Linked DNA regions of Sus scrofa: region 2 is linked to region 1. Evidence: chromatin contacts called from public Hi-C data. All regions are on one chromosome and are shown on one strand. The core of a region is the stretch at or near the end of the contact, and the rest is flanking DNA. Distances in the headings are between cores, read along the strand shown. Region 1 holds the start of ZDHHC1 (probable palmitoyltransferase ZDHHC1). Region 2 holds the start of CARMIL2 (capping protein, Arp2/3 and myosin-I linker protein 2).

What was found. Hi-C and Micro-C count contacts between places; a contact is called where the count stands out from the background.
Region 2: a contact with region 1 is called in a Hi-C map of blood, with 2.5 times the contacts expected there. The contact joins the promoter of CARMIL2 here to the promoter of ZDHHC1 in region 1. A contact is called at or near these places in 2 of 47 Hi-C or Micro-C datasets (blood and mesenteric adipose tissue) and 1 of 2 datasets of contacts at active chromatin or transcription factors (alveolar macrophages).

Annotation. Positions count from the first base shown.
Region 1 is chr6:28,067,150-28,073,031 of Sscrofa11.1, forward strand. It overlaps ZDHHC1 (probable palmitoyltransferase ZDHHC1), which reads right to left and starts at 4,386. Exons shown (of 14, transcript XM_013998265.2): 1 at 4,110-4,386.
Region 2 is chr6:28,261,936-28,267,613 of Sscrofa11.1, forward strand. CARMIL2 (capping protein, Arp2/3 and myosin-I linker protein 2) reads left to right here and starts at 3,195. Exons shown (of 39, transcript XM_021094090.1): 1 at 3,195-3,366; 2 at 3,622-3,716; 3 at 3,811-3,861; 4 at 4,092-4,154; 5 at 4,242-4,366; 6 at 4,478-4,569; 7 at 4,763-4,833; 8 at 4,948-5,021; 9 at 5,161-5,236; 10 at 5,316-5,404; 11 at 5,543-5,637. The coding sequence starts at 3,327.

The sequences.
Region 1 (5,882 bases), core at 3,136-5,635:
CAGAACAAACCACAGAATTAAGCTGGCAGAGATAGAGGGACGACAAGAGCAAAGAGGCCCCAGGGAGGGGTTCCCATCGTGGCGCAGAGAAAATGAATCCGACTAGGAACCATGAGGTTGTGGGTTCAGTCCCTGCCCTTGCTCAGTAAGTTGAGGATCTGGTGTTGCCATGGGCCGTGGTATGGGTCCAGGCAAGGCTCAGATCCTGCGTTGCTGTGGCTGTGGTATAGGCTGGCAGCTGTAGCTCTGATTGGACGCTAGCCTGGAAACTTCCATATGCCGCAGGTGCAGACCTAAAAAGCAAAAAATAATAAAAGAGGCCCCATGGAGTGTTTTGGCCAAAGGTAACTGTTCCCCTGATAAGCTAAGGGCCTACCTGGCTTCTGAGGCAGGCTTCTGTACAGGTCCCTCCCTATCCCAACAAGGTGAAGGCCATTGCTAGGATGACAATAATCTATGTTAGCATTCATTTTCTAAAAGAGTAAAATAGCATTTCAAAATAAGGTTAGCCTACCTTAATTCATACGCCTAATTTAAATAAGAAAATTCATACCATTTCAAGTTCTCATTATGAAATGCAGAATAGTTACCTCAGTGATCCATTCCCTTTTGCCCACCTTCTCTCCCACCAAAAAAAATATTTAGAATGTTGTTCCGAGATTCACGAATGGCACTATCAAAAGAACCAGACCGAAGTAAAAAGTACTGGCCCTAGAGAGGCTTGTAGGCATCCCCGCATTCCTGCAAAATGGCTGAGGATTTCAGGAAAGAATCTACTTAATTACTAAAGAGGGTTTGCTGGAGGAGGCCACAGAACTGGGAGGACAGAGTGATGGGATCAGCAGAGACGTGACAGGGCTGATGTGGGGGCTTGGAGGGCCTCGGAATCTGAGCTACCACTGGGGAGAAACTGGTTGGAGCCAGGGAAGAGGGCTAGGCCTGGAGACAGAGCCTGGTTCTGGTTCCTGCATCGAGGCTCACAGATTGAGGAACCCAGCAGGCAAATTTCACAAAGCCACCTCTTTGGATCTTGCCTTTATTTATTTTTCAAAAAAGTTAGTTGGAAGGCAATTTGGCATTGTCTACCAAACTTGAGAACACATGTACCCTTGGTCCCAGGCATTCCATTTCTAGTTATTTATCTTTTACATATGTTTACAAAGTACATGAAGATTCACTACAGTCTTGTTTGTAATAATAAAGGACAAAAAACCAATATAAACAAATATATGGCACATCCACACAGTGGAGCGTGTATACACCAGCAGAAACAAGGAGGAATGAAATGGCTTTTGATACAAAGAAGGAAGAAAGAAGCAGAAAAGATATGGGATGGTTGCAGAGTGTGCTACAAGTGACTGAAAAATAAGGAGGATGGATAGACATCTATGTAACTATATGCACAAATTCTCTCTGAAAAGAAATGCAAGAAAGCAAACACGGGGGCTGCCTTTGAGAAGGAGATCTAATGGCTGAGGGCAAGAGAGATTTGCTTTTACCATATATTCCTTGGTGCTGTTTGGATTTTTTTTTTTTTTTAAGCCATGTGCATGTACTACATCTAGGAAAAAAAAAATACGTCAAATAAATAATTGAGGGGAATTCCCGTTGTGGTGAAATGAGATTGGCAGTGTCTTGGGAGCACTGGGATGATCCCTCATCCAGCATGGTGGGTTAAGGATCCAGCATTGGCACAGCTGCAGCTTAGGTCACAACTACGGCTCAGATCTGATCCCTGGCCCAGAAACCCCATATGCTGAAGGGCAGCCAAAAAAAGGTTGAGGGATGTCATCTCTTACCTTCTTGGCCCCAGTGCGATACCATGTAGATCAAATGCGCTCCTGTGATCTAGGGCCTGGTACCGTGCTAGACAAACAAGGAAATCCTGACCAACAACCATGCAACAAAAAAGCACTCATTTTCAGTCCAGCACTTTCTCACTCTCTAAAGCAATTCTGAATTGTTCAGATGAAACTGTCCCTATGAGCTGCTGGGGGTTTTGTCAAAGCTGGAATCTGACAACCAGGTGGCAAAACAGAGGAGTAGCTGACCGGAACCTTGTTCCAGTTCTCTGCTGAAGGCCAGCTGAGCTCCCTATAACTTCAGAACCCAAAGTGAAAGGGCATGCCACAGGAAGATTTTGCTCCCCACCACCTTTTCTTTTTGCTAGAGGATTTATGGTTGCCTGCAAATGACTTTCAATGGATATTTCTAAACAAGTTTTCCATTTCTTCCTCAGAATGGCTTTTAAACCCATTTTCACTAAGATTTAACAGATGCCCAATTAACCACCTAAAGGGGGGCTGGAAAGAAAATTCTGCATGGTGCACATGGTTTTACAGTACAAAACATCATTTATAAAAGAACTTTTAAGGGGCAAGTACTTTGTTTATTAGAATTCTACACAGGTGCCAAAGAAGACTCTGGCCTTAAAAATTCTGGGAAGTGGCTATAGTTTGAGTAAGAAATGCATATCACAACTCCCAGAAAATAAACTGGAACTTCAGGCTATTGTCATAGACCTCTCCAGTCACTGGTCTCATATGTGGCTGGGCTTCTCACATCAACAACACGCTAGGGCATGTTGCTAGGGCAGGAAAAGCTTGAAACCTCAGTCATTCCTGAGTTGACATGGTCTGCAAACATATTCTGTGTCATTCTTCTCCTGAAGCAACCACTGCAAACTGTTTGTGATTCAAGTTAAGACAAGGAAAGAGGACAAAAATGAGGGAGCAGCATAGAGCTGAAAGAAGGCCAAGGGCAGAGGCAAAGGTTGTTGATTTCAACAAGGAAATCAACTCCCTTGATCCTAAGAGCAAGCCTTGAGGAACACCCACCAAGAAAGTCATTAAGAACAAAGTTGTGAAACAACAGAGTAAAAAAAACAAAAGAAAAAAACTGGCTAATTAAGTACCACTGTTGCTTTTATTGCATCTCATGGTGATTATCTGTTTACAAATCCATCTCCCACAGCGAACCACCAGTTCCACAAAAACAGGGACCATCCCTCAACCATCTCTAATTCCAGCTCTCCTTCAAGAAGGGGAAGTTAAGCTACTTCTACCAAGTCTGCTACCATCACTTTAATCCAAGCCCCAAACATAGCTCCCCTACGGTATTTCAGTGATGACAATAACCATCTCTAGCATTTAGAGCGCACTTATTCACTTCCAGTCACTGCTAAAAGTGCTTTGATGAAACTCACTTATTAAACCCTCACCACTCTCTGAGGTAGGTCCAATCATTTCAAATTCTTCTCACAGACCTCTAATCATTGGTCTCAGATGTGGCTGGCCACTCACTTTCTCTCTCATAAGCAACATGCAGTACAATATGCCCATTTCACTGATGAGGCCACTGAGGCTCAGAGAGATTAAATTAGTTCTAGAAGGCACTGCTAGACTGGCAGAACTAGGATGGTCCTCAACTGACTTCCTGTTGTGCCCTGTCACAACCACACTGCCCACAGCAGCCAGAATGAGGTGACTTTTCAAAACTTGAAACTCATCAAAACCCATCAGTGGTTTCCTCCTCATTTCTCAGGATAAAGTTGAAACCCCCACCACATCCTTCAAGGCTCCCCTCATCCTTTCTATTCCTCTGTACTTGTGCCTCCAGATCTTTCCATTTGCTTTTGCCTCTTCCAGAAACATCCTTAACCCTGATCACAATGCTGGCTCCTTTTCAACCTTCAGGTCTTGGTTGAAAAGTCACATGATACAACAGACCTTTCCGAACCATCTCCCGCCATTTCATCACCAGAGCATTTAACCTGACCTGAACTCACTTTAGTCGTGTATCCGGCGCCTGCTTTGCCCCCTATCCCCGCACCCCAGGCCCCGCCCCTTCTGAACTCTGCGGGTTCTGGAGATAGACAAGTCCTCTTTGGAGCCCTCTGTGGCCCCGCGCCTGGCAAAGAGCCTGGCACACAGCAGATGCTCAGCGCAGATCTGTGAACCTTATGAATACCAGAAGGAAGCCCGGCGATCTGCCCACTACCTGGAGCCCAGGCCGCGGGCTCCAGTCACAGAGCTCAGCCACGCGGCGGCAGCTCCACCCCGGTAGCTCAGCCAGGCTTCCAGGTGAGAACTGGGGCAGGGGCTCCTCACCTGCGCGTGGTGGCAGCCGAGCTAGAACGGTCCTGCCAAGGTCACTCAGAGGGTTCAGCCCCCGCCTGGACGTACACCCACCCCAGGGCGGCCGCGCTTCAGACTCTCGAGGTGGAGAAGGTCCGCGGGACTGGGCTATGGTGCACTCTGGATCAGGGCCCCATCCGGCGTAGTTTGGCCTCTCAAGTCTTCTGGGTCGGGCTCCAGCGGGCGGGCTGTACCGCCTGGCCAGGCCGCCGCGGGCTGGGCCTCGTCCGGCGATGGGCCTGTTCCCCTGGCAACGGCGCGGGCTACGGCGCCCCACAGCGGCCAAAGCGCGTTGCGTCACGTCGCGCAGGCCCCCCCCCCCCCAGCTCCGGGCGGGGCTCACCGGAGACCACCCGGCCCCTCAGCCGGCACATTCTCTGTTCCTTTCCAGCATTTCTCTTCAAAAACCCAGTTTCGCTTACCCCAGTTTGAAACTTGTCTTCTTAAAATCCTAACGTCTCAGAGGCGTCCTCCTCCAGATTCTTCCCTGAGCCCCACCACTCTCAGAGAGACCCTGAGTCAGCTGGCACACTTTAATGAGGGTATGTACTAGGCACTGGACATACCATGAGGGACGCCCACGAGATCGCTGGCCTTTAGGGAGATTGCAGGCTAAGAGAAAGACAGAACTCGACAAGTAAATATGCAGGTGGCCCATAGTATAAAGTGTGAAGTATAAGAGCTCAAAATATCTCCTTCCTTTGGTTCCTTTAAATCAATCATGAATCCTATTGGGAGCTCCCATCTTCCAGGTTGGTGGGAAATTCAGTGTTGTTCTCTTCTCTTTACCCAGGCTATTCCAAGGACTTGGGATCTCCTGCAGCAGCAAACACTCTGAGAAGCACTCTCTGATCATGGGTCCTCTCTGGTACTGAGGCTACAGACATTGTCCCACCCCAGGACTTTTAGATTTGGGGCCTCTTGGGACCATGCCTGCTGCCCCTCAGGGCCTGCCATGGGAAAGGCAACTGGTTCTTCTCTTCTAGGCCCTGAAGAATCTCTTCCCTTTCCCTCCTGGGCCTGGCTTCCCTGAATGCTCCCTCTCCCCTCCACTTGGGGACACTCAGAATGGACCTTCCCATGAGCTCAGACTTTCTCAAAAGACAGGAAGAGGCTTTGTCTTCCACCAGCTATCCTATCCATATCTCCAAGTCCTTAAAATGGTGAGCAGCTGCTTGGTTACGTACTCAGAATGGGCTGGACAGAAAACATCCCCATCCCTAAAATGGATCAGCCACAAGCATACAACAAAAGAAACATATCAAGTCCTGTTCTGTCACAGGCTAATTGTCACAGTCCTGTGCAAGTGTCTTTTTGTTTCCCCACCATACAAAGTCTTGTTTCCAGGACTGATAAAATCAAACTTGATGTGGAGTAAGTATCAACACTACTCTGGCCTCAGAAATATGAGATGACTCCTCAACTCTTATCCGGAATCGTAGAACTTAGTGTCAAAAAGAGATGGTGACCTGGAAATCAAGGTGGAAGATATACGCTCACAGGGAAGGGAGGAAGAGAGGGACTCGAGAGTCAAGCCATCTAGGCCCTGCATCCACCTGCTTCCCAGGCACTTTTCCTAGATGTCCCATGTTTATCTAAATGCCACAAATCCCTCCCTGCTCTCTTTGTCATTGCCACAAACCTGCTCCTCCCTTCAGGCCTGGAGCACCACTACCTACCTGGTCTCCTCCTAGTCTTTGCGCATCTAACCCAGACAGCCCCAAGACCAAGCAGTCCACTCTCTGA
Region 2 (5,678 bases), core at 1,945-4,444, 190 kb after region 1:
TTAGTCAAAATTCCAGCTTACCAGTTTTCAGTGAAAAGTAACAGGACTAGATGTTGTGAAGCCTTTGCTTGGTGCTATCCATGCAGTAGGGTCTCCCAGAAAACCTGATGTCATCTGGGGCCTCAGGACTGAACCATGCAGGCAGTTCATGGTTGAACAGAACTTGGACAGAATATTTGTGGCCTGAGGCTCTTGGGCATTTGGTCTCTATCCCGTGCATGGGCTAACCTACCAGAGTTATTTCAGTGGGCACATAGCTTTTTTAAATTTTTTAAGTTTGTTGGTTTTTTTTTGTTTTTTTTTTGTTTGTTTGTTTGTTTTAATTTCTTTCTTTTCTGCCACACCCTGAGGCATTTGGAAGTTCCTAGGCTAGAGATTGAATCTGGCCAGATACCTGACCTACACCATAGCTGCAGCCAACGTCGGATCCTTAACCTGCTGCACTAGAACCGGCACCTCTGCAGAGACAAGCTGGATCATTAACCCACTGCGCCACAGCAGGAACTCTTTAAATTTTTAAGTATTTATAATAGAAACTATCTCTTCACAGAACAGTAAGCAGTTTATCTGTATCTTTAACGTAGCTTTTCTTTTTTCATTGTATTCCGTTTAACAAGTGAATTTGTTTTTGTTGGGGGGGGGGCGAGAAAAGTGATGTTCTGATGTAGTTGAGGATGTAAAGGAATCCCCATTGACATAGCCCCATGACAGATTCTGCATGACTCCATTGCATGTAAAACCTCCGTAGTACTCCACACCACAGAACTTCGGACCGGAGGTTCCCTGGCCTGTCTGTAGCACTCTTCCCCACTCTTACACCATAGTTGCCCCTGGAGTAGAGAAATAGCCTACTCCCTTTCCACAGGTGGGCTGTGTGGCCCTGTACCCTACTGCCCAGCACAGCTAGCCCTGAGCTCTGTCCTCCTTTTGGTCAAGATCTTGTGGCAGTTCTGGGAGCTGTACCCTGGCCTGTCACCCTGTGCTCCTTGGAACACACACAGCTTATTCCTCATTACAAGCTTTTAGCATTTCCTGAGCGCCCACAAAGTGTCATGCTGCCTAGAACACAGAGATGAAAGAGCTGACGGCCTCTCCCTCTCAAAAGAGTCACTCTGTTGTGGGAGCTGAGCCCCATGTGTTCACTTTGTCTCTGATGTGTTTTATCACTGCCACCCTGATGGCCAGTAGTTGTGAAGGTGTGTGGCTAGCCCAGCACCCTACTCTGATCTCCAGGCTGATCCCGGTTTCCTCCTCCACAACTCCCTGCTTGTCCCTGCAGCACTCACTGGTAAGGGACTGATGCAGCTGTTGGTCCCGAGATGCCTTCTGCCTGGGAGTAGCTCAGGCCCTTTGGCACTAATTCTTGTATTTCTCATTCTTGTCATTCTAAGCAGAAAAATCCCAGTGCAGCAGGTTTTCTATCATTCTGTTTTGGAGTCTTCAAGATGCCATATTAAGACTTGGCAAATGTGAGTGTTCACTGAGTTCCAGGCACTGTCATAAGTACTTTTCTGTTTTGTTTTGTTCAAAATTTTATGGCCGCACCTGCGGCATATGGAAGTTCCAGGTCAGGGATTGAATCTGAGGCATAGCCTCAACCTACGCTACAGTTGTGACAATGCCCGATCCTTTAACCCACTCCACTGGGGCTGAGGATCGAACCCACACCTCAGCAGTGACCCAAGCCACAGCAATAGGATGTTTAACCCACTGTGTCAAAGTAGAAACTCCACTCCCTCCCTTAGTAAACATTTAATCCTTACACTTAAAGGTAAATTAATAGTCCCAGTGCACAAAACAGAAACTGGAAGCGCAGAAAGATTAAGTGACTAAGTGTCAAACAGCCAGTAGATAGGTGGAGTCGGGACTTGATTTCGGGTAGTGTGCTTTCAGAACCTGCATTCTTGACTGCTTGGCCATACTGTATATGAGAGCTGCTGAGCTCACACACTGAAAGCAGTTTGTGGGCTCTATGTGGTCTTGTTAAGGGTCTTGACTTGAACTCTCATTTTAAGTTGGGAGGCAGCAGAGCAAGACCACTGTGGGCAGAACTCAGCACCCTCCCCAAGCGAAGTTCTATTTGGCCCCAGGCTGTCACACCTGGCCAGTTCCTTTAGGGGAGGTGGCTTTCTCCAAGTTGTTACTAGATATTAATACTTCCCATTTGTCCTAATTATTGGTAGACTTCAGAAAAGGGAGATGAGGTGTTTTTGGGGGTGAGTTATCAGTAGGGGTGGTCAGATGACCAGAAAAATTCTCCTACCCTCTCTAGGCCCCAAGGTGAGGAAGAGAAGCTAGAGTTGGGAAAGAAACCAAGAGACTCTGCCCAGAGTCTCAGCTCTTCTCAGGTTATTCCACCTCTCCCTGGCTGAGCTGTGGGCAGGGCAGAGGGCTGTTCCTTATCTCATAAATAGAATTTAATTAGATTGTAGAAGAAAAAAAAAAATGAATCCCTTCCTGTGAACCCTCCAGAATCTAAGTCCCTGTTCTTTTATAGGGCCTCATGCTCCTATGTGCACCCATGACCTTCTGACCCCTGAAGACAATAGCTTCCCTCTCTCCTAGTGGTTCTCCCCTCCCCAAACTCCTGCTCAGGAAGAATGTGGATGGACATGGGAGAACCCCCCCTCCCCATTATTTGCCTTTGCTTGTGAGTCACTCTATCCCTCCCTGTAGCCCTTGAACTTAATGAAAGCTGCATCTGAGCCTATCATGTTTTTCCCATCTTTCAACAGTTTGTGTCTCCCAGACCGGTCAGGGGCTCCAGGTTAAGCGCAAAAGAGCCCTCAAGGTAATGACTCAGGTGTTGGGAGAGATCTGATGCTCCTTGCGGAACAAACAGCCCTTGCGTCGGCCCACTGTCCACCTCCCTAGCTGGGCTTTGGAGGGGATGGACGGACGGAGGCGGACCACAGAGATCCTCGAGTGGGCAGCGCCCCCTGGTGCTCCCCGCAGGGACTGTGGGGTGGGGTGGTAGTAGGGGGCTAGGAATCGAAAGAAGCCTTCGACATGCTCACCCCTCCCAGCCACACCACTGCCCATGTCTGCCCTAACCAAGTAGCTCCTGCGCATCAGGGAGGGCTGGCGGCAGCTGTGACTCTGCCCCCTCCTACACCCTTGTACCCGAGCGACATCTCCCGGCCCTCAGAGGCCAGGCAGGGAGGAGCCGGGCTGGGGGCCGCCTGGCAGGAAGCAGCTCGTACCTTCCGCTACTGGAGGAGCAGGTGGCTGCAGTGCGGCCCGGGCCCTAGCTTCCTGTACGTGCCGCCTCTACGGTTTCTCATCGGAGCTCCTTGGGCCCCCCGGCCGCCCACTGGGCAGGCCCCATGGCCCAGACCCCAGATGGCATATCCTGCGAACTCCGAGGTAAGCACTGGCCCATCTCATCTATTTGGCTGGGAGGAAGCAGTGAGGGCCCAGAACCAGAGGCCCACCCAGCACCCCAAGACACTGAGTAAGCGATTCCCTCTGATCCTCTGGGGGGCCTGACCCCCTAGATCCACTCCCCTCCTTCCTTGCTGGTCTGTAGATGAGCCGAGGCCCTCTAGCCTGGTACAGACTATGGACTTGAACTGACCTCCATGGGAGGACCAAATCACTCAGCAGGCTGCCCTTCCACAGGCGAGATCACCAGGTTCCTGTGGCCCAAGGAAGCTGAGCTGCTGCTGAAAACGTGGCTGCCAGAGCGGGAGGGTGCTGAGCAAGGCCATGTCCTGGTATGGTGGGGAGGGGTGGGGGCAAGAGGCCGCTGGGGCCCAGGCAGAAAAAGCCTCTTCCCTGCCCAGGATGTCAGACACTCTCTCCCTTCAGGCACTGCTCCGATGGAGAGCCTACCTGCTCCACACCTGCCTCCCCCTGAGGGTGAGTCCCAGGGCTCAGCTGCCACCCCTTGCCCTCCAGCAGCTTCCTTGATAAGGGCTGCATCTACAGTGCTATCCATCTTGTCCTTCTGGGCTCTGCCCTTCCAGCAGCACTGGGTTCCCAGCAGCAGGCAGGTCTGGTTCTGAGTTCCAGGCTATACAAAGAACTGGGCTCCCAAGAGGGTGGGTGGGGCTCAGGCCTTTTTCCCAGCTGACCCAGGCACTCCATAGGTGGATTGCACATTCAGCTACCTAGAGGTCCAGGCCATGGCGCTGCAGGAGACACCCCCTCAGGTGAGACCCCCTGCCAGTACCCCGCTGGGCCTGCAGTCTTCCATCCCACTATACATGGAGCCCAACACCCCCACCCTCTCTCTCCAGGTCACATTTGAGCTAGAGTCCCTGCCTGATCTGGTCCTGGAGTTTCCCGGCGTGGCTGCACTGGAACAACTGGCCCAGCACATCGCTGCCGCCATCAGGAAGGTCTTCCCTCGCTCGACCCTTGGGTGAGGCCCAGCAGCTAAAGGGGCAGCTGGGGGTGTTCTGAATGGCACCATGGGCCGCCTCACTCCCAGGGCCTAGAAGACCCTTGACCACTTCTTCATGCCCGTCCTCAGGAAGCTATTCCGGAGGCCCACGCCCCCCTCCATGCTGGCTCGGCTGGAGAGAAGCAGCCCCTCAGAGGCCACCTCACCCAGCAGCCCCTGTGGTAAGGGCCACACAGGGCTTCCAGCCCCCCTGCTCCTATACCCCTGATGCCTGAATTTGGAGTTCTTCCAAACTGAATAGAGCCACTCAAGGCACTGCCACCACCAAGTTTGGGGCTGATTTTCCTTCATCTCTGACCTTTTGTCTCTCCCCTCCCCCACCCCTGCCTTGTCACAACCATGGCACCTCCCCAGGTGGCTTCTCAGAGACGTACGAGGCTTTGTGTGACTACAATGGCTTCCCTTTCCGAGAGGAGATTCAGTGGGTGAGAGTAGGGCCCTCTCTCAGGGCTCCGGAGACATCTGGTCCCCCATATGCTGTGAGTCCCTCCCTGCACCTTGTGGTCCCAAACAAGTTGGAGGTAATTTTTTCCGTCTAGGATGTGGACACCATCTACCATCGTCAGGGCTGCCGCCATTTCAGCCTCGGAGACTTCAGCCATCTGGGAAGTCGGTGAGTGGCCTGCCAGGATTGTGGAGAGAAGATTCCATGACCCATGTTCCTGGGCCTCAGCCTCTCTACAGAGGGGGATGCTGGGCATAGGATTGGCCACAGGGCCCTGACCTCTGCTCCTGCCCCTTCTTCCCCCCAGGGACCTGGCCTTGAGTGTGGCCGCTCTGTCCTACAACCTGTGGTTCCGGTGCCTCTCCTGTGTGGACATGAAGCTGGTGAGAGCAGAGGGGTGGAGGGGAGGGCGAGCTGCAGGGGCCAGTGTGCAGCCCACTGAGCCCTCACTCTGGTTGTCAGAGCCTTGAGGTCTCGGAACAGATTCTGCACATGCTGAGTCAGTCATCTCACCTGGAGGAGCTGGTGCTGGAGACCTGTGGCCTGAGAGGGTAGGGAAGACTGACCGACCAACCAACTGGGCAGGGCTTGGAGAGGGGAATCTGGGGGCCTGGAATGCGGAGACTAAAGGCCTGGGGAGAAGCCGGGAATCCAGGGTCAGAGCCTCACACCTGGGGTCTGGTCCCCAGAGACTTTGTCCGGCGACTGGCCCAGGTGCTGGCAGGACACATGACCTCGGGGCTGCGGGAGCTCAGCTTGGCCGGGAACCTGCTGGATGACCGAGGTATGGCTGAGCCTGAGGAACCCCCAGGGGCTGGTGCTGGA